Linked DNA regions of Mus musculus: region 2 is linked to region 1. Evidence: chromatin contacts called from public Hi-C data. All regions are on one chromosome and are shown on one strand. The core of a region is the stretch at or near the end of the contact, and the rest is flanking DNA. Distances in the headings are between cores, read along the strand shown. Region 1 overlaps Anks1b (ankyrin repeat and sterile alpha motif domain containing 1B). Region 2 overlaps Anks1b (ankyrin repeat and sterile alpha motif domain containing 1B).

Region 1 (5,671 bases), core at 2,512-5,011:
TGGAGGAGCTAGAGAAATAACCAAGGAGCTAAAAGGATGTGTAACCCTATAGGTGGAACAACAATATGAACTACCCAGTACCCCCCCCCCCCAGAGCTCGTGTCTCTAGCTGCATATGAATCAGAAGCTGGCCTAGTTGGCGATCAGTGGAAAGAGGGGCCCATTGGTCGTGCAAACTTTATCTGCCTCAGTACAGGGGAACGCCAGGGCCAAGAAGTGGGAGTGGGTGTGTGGGGGAGTGGGTGGGGGAACATGTGGGGGACTTTTGGGATAGCATTGGAAATGTAAATGAAATAAATACCTAACTAAAAAAAAAAACAAAATAATAAAAAAAAACTGAAAATAAATACTAACTGGCTACAATCCCAGGGATCTATCACTAGTAATAATATTTTGCTATCATTTTTTATCTGTGTGAATGTATATGTATCTGCTAGTGTTTTACATATATATGTTCCAAATTAGCTTTGCACTGATCGTAAGTTCATAGTTTCTGTGTAGGGTATGGATTCCTCTGATATCACATGTAGATGAATGAAATTTCAACTGCCTCAGTTTGTTGACTAGAGAGAGTCTGTAAGGCTGTACAAAGGGATTCAGGTAGAGTAGAGGACTGGCTGATTTGAGGAAATAGACCTGAGAATCTGGGACAATCATGGTATGTAACATATGGTCAAGTAAGTAAATGCAGCAGATACAGATAAAACTTCAAAAATACATAAAAGCCAGCTTAGCGTCTTGTCACTTGTATCTAAAGAATCACAGTAACTTACTCCTAGGCCTTATGACCTCTTCATCCATGGGTCATAGGGTTGACAGTGTTAGTCATGAATGCCCTCCTGAGAAGTAGGCCTCGAATCCAATCAGAGAATGGTTGGTTATTGCTACAACACTCATGCCACTATGACACAGTGGTCACATCTTGCCAGGTAGGTTAGTACTGTAGGTTTTAGGGTTCATAGCTGAGTAAGATCTTGTTTCTTCCAGCTGCCTGCATAATACTATAAAAGCTAGCTAGAAGGGGGAAGTTTCCAGTTCAGTTTCATCTCCATTTCTCTACATGTTGTAATGAAAGTTGTAGTGTGTTCAGCAATAGGGTATTATCAATTAGATCTCTTGAACTTTTAGAGGATGGCAAGAGCTTGTGTTTTTGGAAGCTTCTCTTTGCAATGAACTTTGGAAAATACAGACTCATGACTGCAGAAGGTACTGAGAATAAATTATGGCTGATTTCTCACCTTTAAACAGGACATTTATATCATTTCTTTAAGGTTCATGGGATACTGCAGAAGAGGGGGAAAGGAAGAGTGTAAGAGTCAGAAAACATAGGGAAGGGTCTGTGAAATGCTATCTTCTGGGCATGGCATAACTATTACAATCATCATCTCAAAGCAGCTACATCTGTGTGCACTGGGCCTGCACAGGACTGGGCCCATCATCAGTCAATCATGGATCAGAGAGAGACTCACAGAACCATACCATACCTTGGTAAACTATAGGCTATTGCTGTATTCTGAGAGAAAGGCAGTCATGGTCTTCATTTGTGTTCCTACAGGGGAGCCAGCCAGATTCCAAAGGATAAGTTGAAACTCACTGGTCACACATACATCACTGATTAAACTCAGTGGTTAAACTGAAGAGAAACCAATAAAATAGGACCAGGAAGGAAAGGACATGTATGGACAAGGAACTAACAGAAGTGGGGAGTTCCAGAATGCCTTATATACATGAATAAAATTTTCAAGGAATTCAATAAAAGTTCACTATATGTGCCCCCACCCCCACATTCACAGAAGGTTCTCTGAGGATTCATTTGAACAATGATCATTCGTATTCTCCATTCTAAGGAATAAATCACCTGAAACAGTGAGTAGGGATTAATAGGCTGCCCAGTGCTTACATGGGGTAAAGAATACTGCTGTTCCTAATCAGGGAGCGCACACAGAAGGACCTCACCTCATTAGCAGGGGGTAAAAATTCTGCTCTGATGTTACCATTGCTGTCCTCTGGCCTAACATGATTTAAAAACTACCATGTTCCCAAGTAACTCAACTGCGCTCAAGAAAAACCTCTCAAGACTATTTTATAGGTTACACAGGTTCAAATAAGGTGAAAACATACAATGTCTGACATCTGATCCGAAACTACCAGGCATGAAAACAAGCTGGGTACGTGAGACAGGACACAGGATAAGAAAATAAGACAAACTGCTCAGAACTTACAGATAATAGGGGGGACGTCAGAAAACAAGCCAAGCATGCATTAGACCTCTGTCCTTGATGGTACAGCCAGAGGGACATAAACAAAAAGGCTCAATCAAAGAAACATAGGTCAGAATTCAGTGTGAGATGAAAAATATATGGAGCAATGACAAGGGCAAATTCTGTCACATAAAGAGGTCACTAGGCAACCAAACAACAGTCCTACCCTATTAATTTATCTGAAATAAAACCCAGAGGAACAAACGAAAGATGAGCAGGAGATCAGCTACTTGTGGGGCAACTTGAAACAGCTGAACATGTGAACAGAGGGAGTCCCTAGAAAAGGCCAAAGGAAAGAGAAAGAATGTGTGTATTTGTGTGTGTGTGTGTGTGCGCGTGCGCACGCACGTACGCGCATGTGGTGTTTGAGAATAATTATTATATTTCACTCTAGTGGTGTGTTGAATTACAGTTTATTCCAACTCTAAAATCCTACAACTCATGATTGTTTTCTACATTGAGGGTTGTAATTCCTTCCAAGACTTTTTTCTTCTGTGATTGCCTATCCCTGCTTGAGAAAGATTGGGTTGAAAGGGGGAGCATTTAATGGATGCAGGTGTTCTGCAGATGTTAAAGATACATTGCTTGTACTGATATATCTGGGCTTGAAAATGTGAGCAAATTATGTTTAGAAGTTTCCAGCATTCATATACAAAGTTGCTTGATCTTCCCTGCTTCAAGGAGCTGATTCAAACCAAAACCTCTTCCAAAATGATTATAAGCTCCAAACTCAACTACTAAAGAATATGCCAACCTATAACCAATAGGAAAATGGAGCTAATTTTAATTCCATCAGTGTCAAACTAATCAAACAGGTTTGTATTTTAAACAGCATGTCAGATATTTGATATTTAGGGACTCAACTTACATACAGTTTGAGAGAACATGCAAGTATCAATTAAGAGACTTCAATAAGTTCATTATTTGGTGTTTAAAATATATATGTAGGTTCATTGAACACTGGTGGACCAAACAAACAAACAAACAAACAAACTATGGCCACTTAACCTTCTAAACTATATTTTACACCTTAATTTTATAAAATTTTAAATACAATTAAATGAGTACTAACAATCTATATGCTTTATAGAATATATATCTGTATGTGTTCATAAATATGCGTTTTAGACATGATATGCTCTTATGACTTTCTTGATTGATTATGACACCTCTAGATTTACTCAACTTTTCCAGAAGAGAGACAGAACTGTAATACGGAGCTAGATATCACTGAAAAAGTAAACTAGTAGCAGTAAATGTCAAAATTCCCCCTTCATATGGCATCTCTAATTATAAACTGACACTAGCAAAGCATTGGCAGCATCATATTGCCAGCATCCGCAGGCTCTTACAGCTGCGGTCAAATCTCCAGCATCTCTCCTACATTTGCCTTTCGTTCATGACATTTGATCAGTCAACAGTACGGAGCCCTTGTGTTCTCCTGGGCCACCCTGCAGTTCAAAACTCCAGCCTGTTTCAGGTTGCTCTGAAAGCGGGTAGGGAGCACAGTGCAGCTTTCCGAATGAGAGCTGCACATATCAATCACAGCAGCGGCTGCTTGGGTACCAGCCTTGGCAGAGGTGAAGCTGGGGTGCTCGCCGGGAAGAGAAAAGCTGTCTGGGATGAAAATGGAGGCGAAACAATTTAGGCAGCTGGGGGAGGATTCTGAAGACGGGAAAGATTGGATTTCCAGGGCTTCGATAATGAAGACAGAGATGGTTTAAATTTATGGGAAGCAGACAGGAGAACTCAGCTTCAGGTCAGTTTAAAAAAAAAAAAAAAAAAAAACGGCATCTGGGGAGCTCTTCTACAGAGAAAATCACACAGGCTGAATCACGCTGGGGGAGTGAGCAGGGGAAAAGCTTGGCACTAGGGGCCTCATTTAAAGAGTAATAAAAAGCAGTAAAGACAACTCGCTCTAGCACAGCCTCAATTAAAGCCTGCATGGGTATGTGCCTGGCAACCTCAGCAGAAACCAGTAAGCAGCCCTACCCTTCCAGTGAGTTCTGTCCCCCGTGTCATCCATCTCTGAACCTCCCACATGAAATCCTCCTCCACAGTGGCCTCTGCCAAATGAATACCGTGACATCTCTGAGGAGCTTGTCAGAGATGCAGAATCACTGTTTCGACTCAGACGTACTGAAGTGGCACTGGTTTCCCAAGACACGTGTACGACTCTAGGGCACATTAAAGTTTGAGAAGTATCGCTTTACAATATACACAGTGCTCCTTTTGAGAGAGAGAGACAGAGACAGACAGACAGACAGAGAGAGAGGAAGAGAGAGAGACAGAGAGAGAGGAATTACCTTAGCATTTCACAGCAATGGCATATAGATTAGGAGTACCTGTCATGTTTTATCCTCTCTGCAAATATCCATTTAGCATAGTAAGCAATTAATTCACAGGCCTTGGGACCGAAGGAGGTTTTGGACTGTACTCTGTACTGTGTGAACTGCTAACCTCATAGAGTTATATAAACATTGTCCCAGTCCCGAAGGACATCACGGGCATCTTAGGAAATGGTTAATTTTTAAAAAGATAGCTTCGATGTCAAAAACATGTACTTGGCACTGAGGTAGCATGAGGAATGAGTGGTGGATGTATGTAAGAAGGTTGAGCAGGGTTTCCTGAGCTGGGGAGGTTTCTGTGCAGCCGATTTCCTTGCACTTAAAAAGGAAACTTTTTCTATTGTGTTGAACATGGGGCCTTGTGAGTAGACTAAAATATAACATAGCAGGAAAGCTTTAACTAAACCCCAAGGGCAAGAAATGGGTTGACCTGTCCAGATAATTTAAAGTAGATCCAGATGGCTGGGTTTAGGTTTTGAGGGCAGTGGACTGGGGTCTGGTGGTCGGAGATAAGGAGGAAGAACTTTGCAGGAGCGAGGCGCAGAGGGTTTGTAGACCAAGGACTTCAGGATGATTCCTATGGAGCAATAAAAGGAAGTTGGGACGAGTTTTAAGTAGGGCAATAACCAGATCCTGTCTGCATTTTAGAAACACCACACTGGAGGATGTTTGGGGAACGGTGATTAGCCAATTTGGCTGAAGTCTCAAGCACATGGAAGGAAGCAATGGTGTCTAGAAATGCAGCTTTGGATACAGATCACAGAGGATGCTGGCTGTCATGTTGCATGCTTAGTAGGCAGTGGGGAGCAAGAGGAAGCGTTTGACTGAGAAGAGACCGAAGGCAGGTGGCCAGTTAGAAGGTTACTGCAATCATTTAGGCAAGGGGGTAATAGAACCTGATGACTCCAAGAATAGAAATTAAGGGCTATATTCGAGGAGCAGGTGCATAATTATAAGCACAGTTTCATTACTCATTTCAGGGTGGCGCAATTTTATACACAAATCAGATCTTTATAAATGCTTCTATTTTCACATCCTAATATAGCCCCACTTTGGCACAAA
Region 2 (5,051 bases), core at 1,521-4,020, 290 kb before region 1:
TCCTTCCATCTCTACCTCTTGCATGCTAGGGTTACAGGGTTGCACCGCTGGCCAGTTTAGCAACGTACAGATTGAATCACCATTACTCTGCAACCTATCTGAAGACCAGATAGTAAGTACAATGCTTCAAGTTTTTTATTTCCTAAAAATCATCTTGATAATTTGTGAATTTTATAAGAATATTTGTCTACTTCTCTAAAAAATAAAAACCATTGATATTTTAACAGGGAATATAACGGTATAAGTAATATAATAATTGTATTGCTAAGTCTTCTAATCTTTAAACCAACTGAAGACTAATTCCATACATTGGCTGCAGGGGTTCTTGCAGCCCATAAAAATAATATCAAGCAATTGCTAACCATTTTAAACATTTTGAAGATCTGTTATTCTATCTTTTAGCATTTAGGGGATTTTGAAATCCTGTGTTTTGTGGATGGTTTGTGTGTGTCTGTCTACGGATACAGATCCATGTCCCTCTTACTCATCAAGGAATGTCCAGTATCACTGCAGCACAGGAAAGCGTAATGGTTAGAGCCCTTGCGTGGTTTCCCATCCTGTCTAAACAGTTATGACCTGTGGCACACACACTGACATCTGACTGGCATGACAAGCATTCTAGGATTCCGTTGAGCTTGTTGCCTTCATTATAGAGGTTTTTTTTTTTTTTTTTTTTTTTAATTGCCTTTTTACCCTTCCAGTTTCTCTTGCTGCTGGTGGAGGCCACACAATATGATTTGGCTAATAAAAGGTAACAGGAAAGCTGGCAGAGGATTCTGGGAATGTTCTGAATTCCCACTGAGAGGGACACAAGCAGGATGACATCATCCCTCTTCTTTCCTTAACCTAAATGTGGACATGACTCCTCAATGCTGGGCAGCCATTACTGCCCATGAGACAAAGGGAAGCTGGTTCTCAGAGGTGCTAGCTACAGAAATACTAGGAGATAGTAACTGCTCAGCTGAGTGCTATGGGAGAAGGGCTAAATGACAGTTTCAGCTATAAGTAACTGGGTGACTTTTAGGTAAAAGTGATTTTGAGCCTAGTTCTTTTACTTAGTTTTAAAATGGGATCATAGCAACCTCTTCCTCATGAGATTGTTGCAAAGATTAAATGAGATTTCATATATGTACGTATACATGTACAGGACACAAAATATATACAAAAAACCAATAGGAGTTAATTGTCATGTTTATTTCTATTTTTTGGTGATGGGGGCCTTTGTAAGTAAATCATGGTTGAATGAGTAGGTCACAGTTAAAAGATGCAGGCTCAACCCAAGGCAGCAAAACGATGCTGATGTTTTTGGAAAAAAAAAATGAGAAAAGGGGGGGAAAAGATAAGGTAGCCAGAGGCAAGCGACAAGGCTATAGAGGGGTCATGTGGGCTCTGGGCCGGGGCACAGTGGCCCACGAGAAACCTCTCTTGGTGAAGGACCAGCGTGTGGGTGCTGAGGCCGCACCTGTGGTCCCAGGTGTGCCAGCATCAAGACACTGAATAGACGTTTGTTGGTTCCCTGATTAACTGAATGAACAGTGAGGGTATTAACTGAAAAGAAACTGCTATCTCTTCCTTAAGGCGGAAGAGCTGGAAGCGGCAGGAAGACTTTTCTCCAGAGCCATCTGTACGCTTTTTATAATATTTGCCTGGAATCGTGTGGGTGAAGATGCAGCGCTCTATAATTGCCTGTGCCCTTGCGAGGAGCCGATAAGAACATCCGGTGGGGGCAGAAGCAGAGGCAGAAGGAACAGATTTCCCACAGAGTAAAATGTTCTTTTTCATGAGGGGGGAAAAAAGTTCCTTGCTATGACAAGAAGAGGAGACCCTACAGCAGAGCGGCAGATGCCTCCTAATAGAGAGAGATTGCCAGAGTTGCCCACCAGGAGCCGGCTGCTCATTACACGAGGAACAAACGCAGGAGCCAGCATGGCCGCCCTCTCCTCTGTTCTGTGGGCTGGTGCTGGAACTGTAGCATGGACAGAAAGGTGGCTCGCTTTCATTGCTGTGGCCATGGGTGACAGCGCGGTGGTCGTCGGAATCGCACTGAACCATCCCCTCCTTTTCATCTGTTCCCACCTTACCCTGCTATGACCCTGGCATGTTTCTAATCCTCACTGTACAAAACATGTCTGGACAGCCATGGGAACCTGAGACCTATAAAAAGGCTTAGTCACATGGGATGAAGAGGCAGATGCCTCCACGAGGGGACCAGCTCTGATAGCCACGTTGCTGAGCATTATTTATATCAGAACTTAGCATGAAGGCTCCCTATTTTATCCGCTGTCCCTTCCCCGAGTATCTCATCTCTTTGGATTATTTTGGCTTTATCTTGTGTGTACTTTAAATGTGGTAATAAATCGCAAGCAGTTCTGCATTCCGATGTGATTTGGGCATACACATTTGCACCCCTGTTCTAAGAAATGAGGCCCATAAAAGTCTTCCATGAGTGACATGCACATGTGTACACACTACACACACACACACACACACACACACACACACACACACACACCAGAGAGGAGTTAAAAGCATATGCTGATAACTGAATCTGCTGATGACATTTTGAGTAGTGAGCCCACTCCGCACAGCTGAAGGGTTTGGCATGGTACTTGTTCATGGGAACAAAGAGCTGGAATAAAACACAGTGCTGAAAGTCTTCCAGTGACTGGAGAAGCCGAGAGAAATTAGTATCTTCCCCCCACCCCCGGCCTCCCAACAGAGCTGCTGGTTGAGGCTTATGATCATCTCAGTGAGAGTTTCATGTGGCTCTGTAGGGCAGACTCCAGCTTAGTGACACTCTCACGCAGAGTCCTTGGGGCTGAGGAGGTAGAATAGATAAACATTCAAAAGCACGGAGCTTGGGCCAAAGCCTTTCTCACTTTAAGACTATGCCAGCTGGAGATTAACAACGTGGCTAGAATGTACGGCGTAGAACCGGCACTCTGAGAACTTAACACATTGATTCTCGTCAGTGACACTGAGTGTCTGGTACTAGCAATGGGCCCATGGTTCCTGCTGGGAAGGATCCACCCCTCATTAGAAAGCTGTTATTGGTTAGATGGTTTGGATTTGACTGATCCGTAGGAGAAGCTCACTACCTCTATGTCCTCATTTCTGTAAACATCTATTGTAAGTCCATCTGTACAGAGATTGTACTGGGTGCAATGCTCAGGGGCAAAAATGTCCTATTCAAATAGGTCAGAGACTCGAGGTCAGAAACAGACCTCTTCTCTCTAGCTACAAATCCTGCCTTGAGTGATCTCATCCCCAAGTTGCTTCTAAGGTCTCAGAAGCAAGAGAAACCTGAGAGTTTCAATTTGCCAAGAGAGAAATTGGTATCTCTTAGATGCTACTACTAGAAAATGGATAAGGATGCTATTTACAAACCCACAAAGCCAACACCGTGTGTTTATTATGTCTCAGACACTGTTCTATGCATCTGACTGACTTCTCATACTCTTACATCATTTCCTGGAAACACCATTATCATTTCCCATCTATATGAGAAGAGTGAGGCACTGGGTTAAAGTCACTCACGTGCAACTTTTTGTCTGTCAGTTGAGTTATTTCCATAGGCCACATGCTCTATTTTTTGTGCGTTTAATGTCTGCACACGCGTGCATATGCAGTCATGTGTGTGATTGTGCCATGGCGGGTATACGGAGGTCAGAGGACATCCTTGGGTGTTACTTCTCATGGTCCACCTTGTTTGCTACAGGGCGTCTGTGGCTTGTGGCTGAGTAACTCAGGCTATCTGGCTTGTGAGCTTCTGGGGGAATCCTCCAGTCTCCACGTCCTATCTGGTCATAGGAGCCCTGGGACTATAGACGGGCGCTGCTGATCCCAGTTCTGTGTGTTTTTCAGAGACTCAAACTCAGGCCCCCTGTTTACATGGTAGGCACTCTACCCACTGAGCTATCTATCCTTCCAGCCTTATACATTATTAATTATTGATCCACGCTAAGCTGTGACCACTCTGCTAAAAACTACACGACTAGTTCTGTTATTAATATAAAACTACGACATGATACAGCATAAAAAAATCAGGACTCTGCCCTTGTTATTGGTCCTGCGTTAATGCTTTTCTCCAAACGATCCCCAGTTTTAAACTCCATTAATCATCGTGAGGCTGCGCCGTGGGAGCTGGGGCCGCCTGCCTACCCATTAGCTATTTCTGAGGTAGGCTTAGGAGCTAGTTATGAAAGAATCATATTATTTAACCTGATGCCGCTGAACTTGAGAAACAATAGACTTGGTGAGTTGGAAACTAGGTAGGCAGAGGTGATGTCTCTATGGAAACAGATGTGAAGCTCCAAGTAAATAGTAGGCCTGTTAGGTTTTCACCAAGAAACAATAGATTGTGCTTGCTTGGCTTGCTTTTCTATAAACTGTTTATCGTGGAGGCTGATCACAGCCAGGGGTAAGGTAGAAACATGCTTCTCTCTCAGTCACTGCCCCGGAAGGTGCCAACTCTTCTAGGAAACTATCTCTTGGTGACATCTTGTCCAGGTGCCAGATCTTAGTCATTAAACCTTGCCTTTTCTTGGTTTTAAAGACTTATTTCTTATTTATGAAAACATGTCTCTGTGTGTATGTGCATATGTGTGTGGATGACTGCAGAGGTCCAAGAACTCAGATGCTTTGGGACCAGAGTTACAGGCAGTTGTGAGCCATCTGACAGGGGTGCTAGGAATGCAGGTCCAGACTTCTGAATGAGCAGCCCGTGCTTCCATCCATGTGGCCTTCTCTCTGACCCCTCCACGCTGTATTCTCTATAGTCTTCCATTCAACCAAAGTTTTCCACTGTTTCACTGATGACCAGAGTTGTGGCTCCAGGACCTGATCTGGGGAGCTGTAAGGGTGATTCTGTCACCTTGGAGTGGCACTGTGGGCTGTTCTGGTTCTAGGCTGTCTTCTACACGACACAATCCCTTTAACTGCTGAAGTATTAGGAGAGATGAGATGGGCCTGTCTTCCTTAGTGTCTATAGCTCAAATGGTTCAGCCTCCAAGCTGCCTCCACCATCCTATCAGCCTGCCTTACCTGACTGC

What was found. Hi-C and Micro-C count contacts between places; a contact is called where the count stands out from the background.
Region 2: a Hi-C map of cerebral cortex shows a contact between it and region 1, with 3 times the contacts expected there. The contact joins two enhancer-like sites. A contact is called at or near these places in 1 of 484 Hi-C or Micro-C datasets (cerebral cortex) and 1 of 9 other capture datasets (embryonic stem cells).

The regions. Positions count from the first base shown.
Region 1 is chr10:90,430,796-90,436,466 of GRCm38.p6, reverse strand. The region is part of intron 12 of Anks1b (ankyrin repeat and sterile alpha motif domain containing 1B); the gene reads right to left. Among named protein-coding and RNA genes, the nearest start is that of Anks1b, 560 kb to the right of the region's middle. Within about 2 kb of position 3,761, at least 41 of the 459 cell types and tissues checked have an H3K27ac peak or open chromatin away from gene starts, as enhancers often do. A contact at or near this core is called in cerebral cortex, where this site is marked.
Region 2 is chr10:90,720,885-90,725,935 of GRCm38.p6, reverse strand. All of the region lies in intron 17 of Anks1b (ankyrin repeat and sterile alpha motif domain containing 1B), which reads right to left. Among named protein-coding and RNA genes, the nearest start is that of Apaf1, 360 kb to the left of the region's middle. Within about 2 kb of position 2,770, at least 29 of the 459 cell types and tissues checked have an H3K27ac peak or open chromatin away from gene starts, as enhancers often do. A contact at or near this core is called in cerebral cortex, where this site is marked.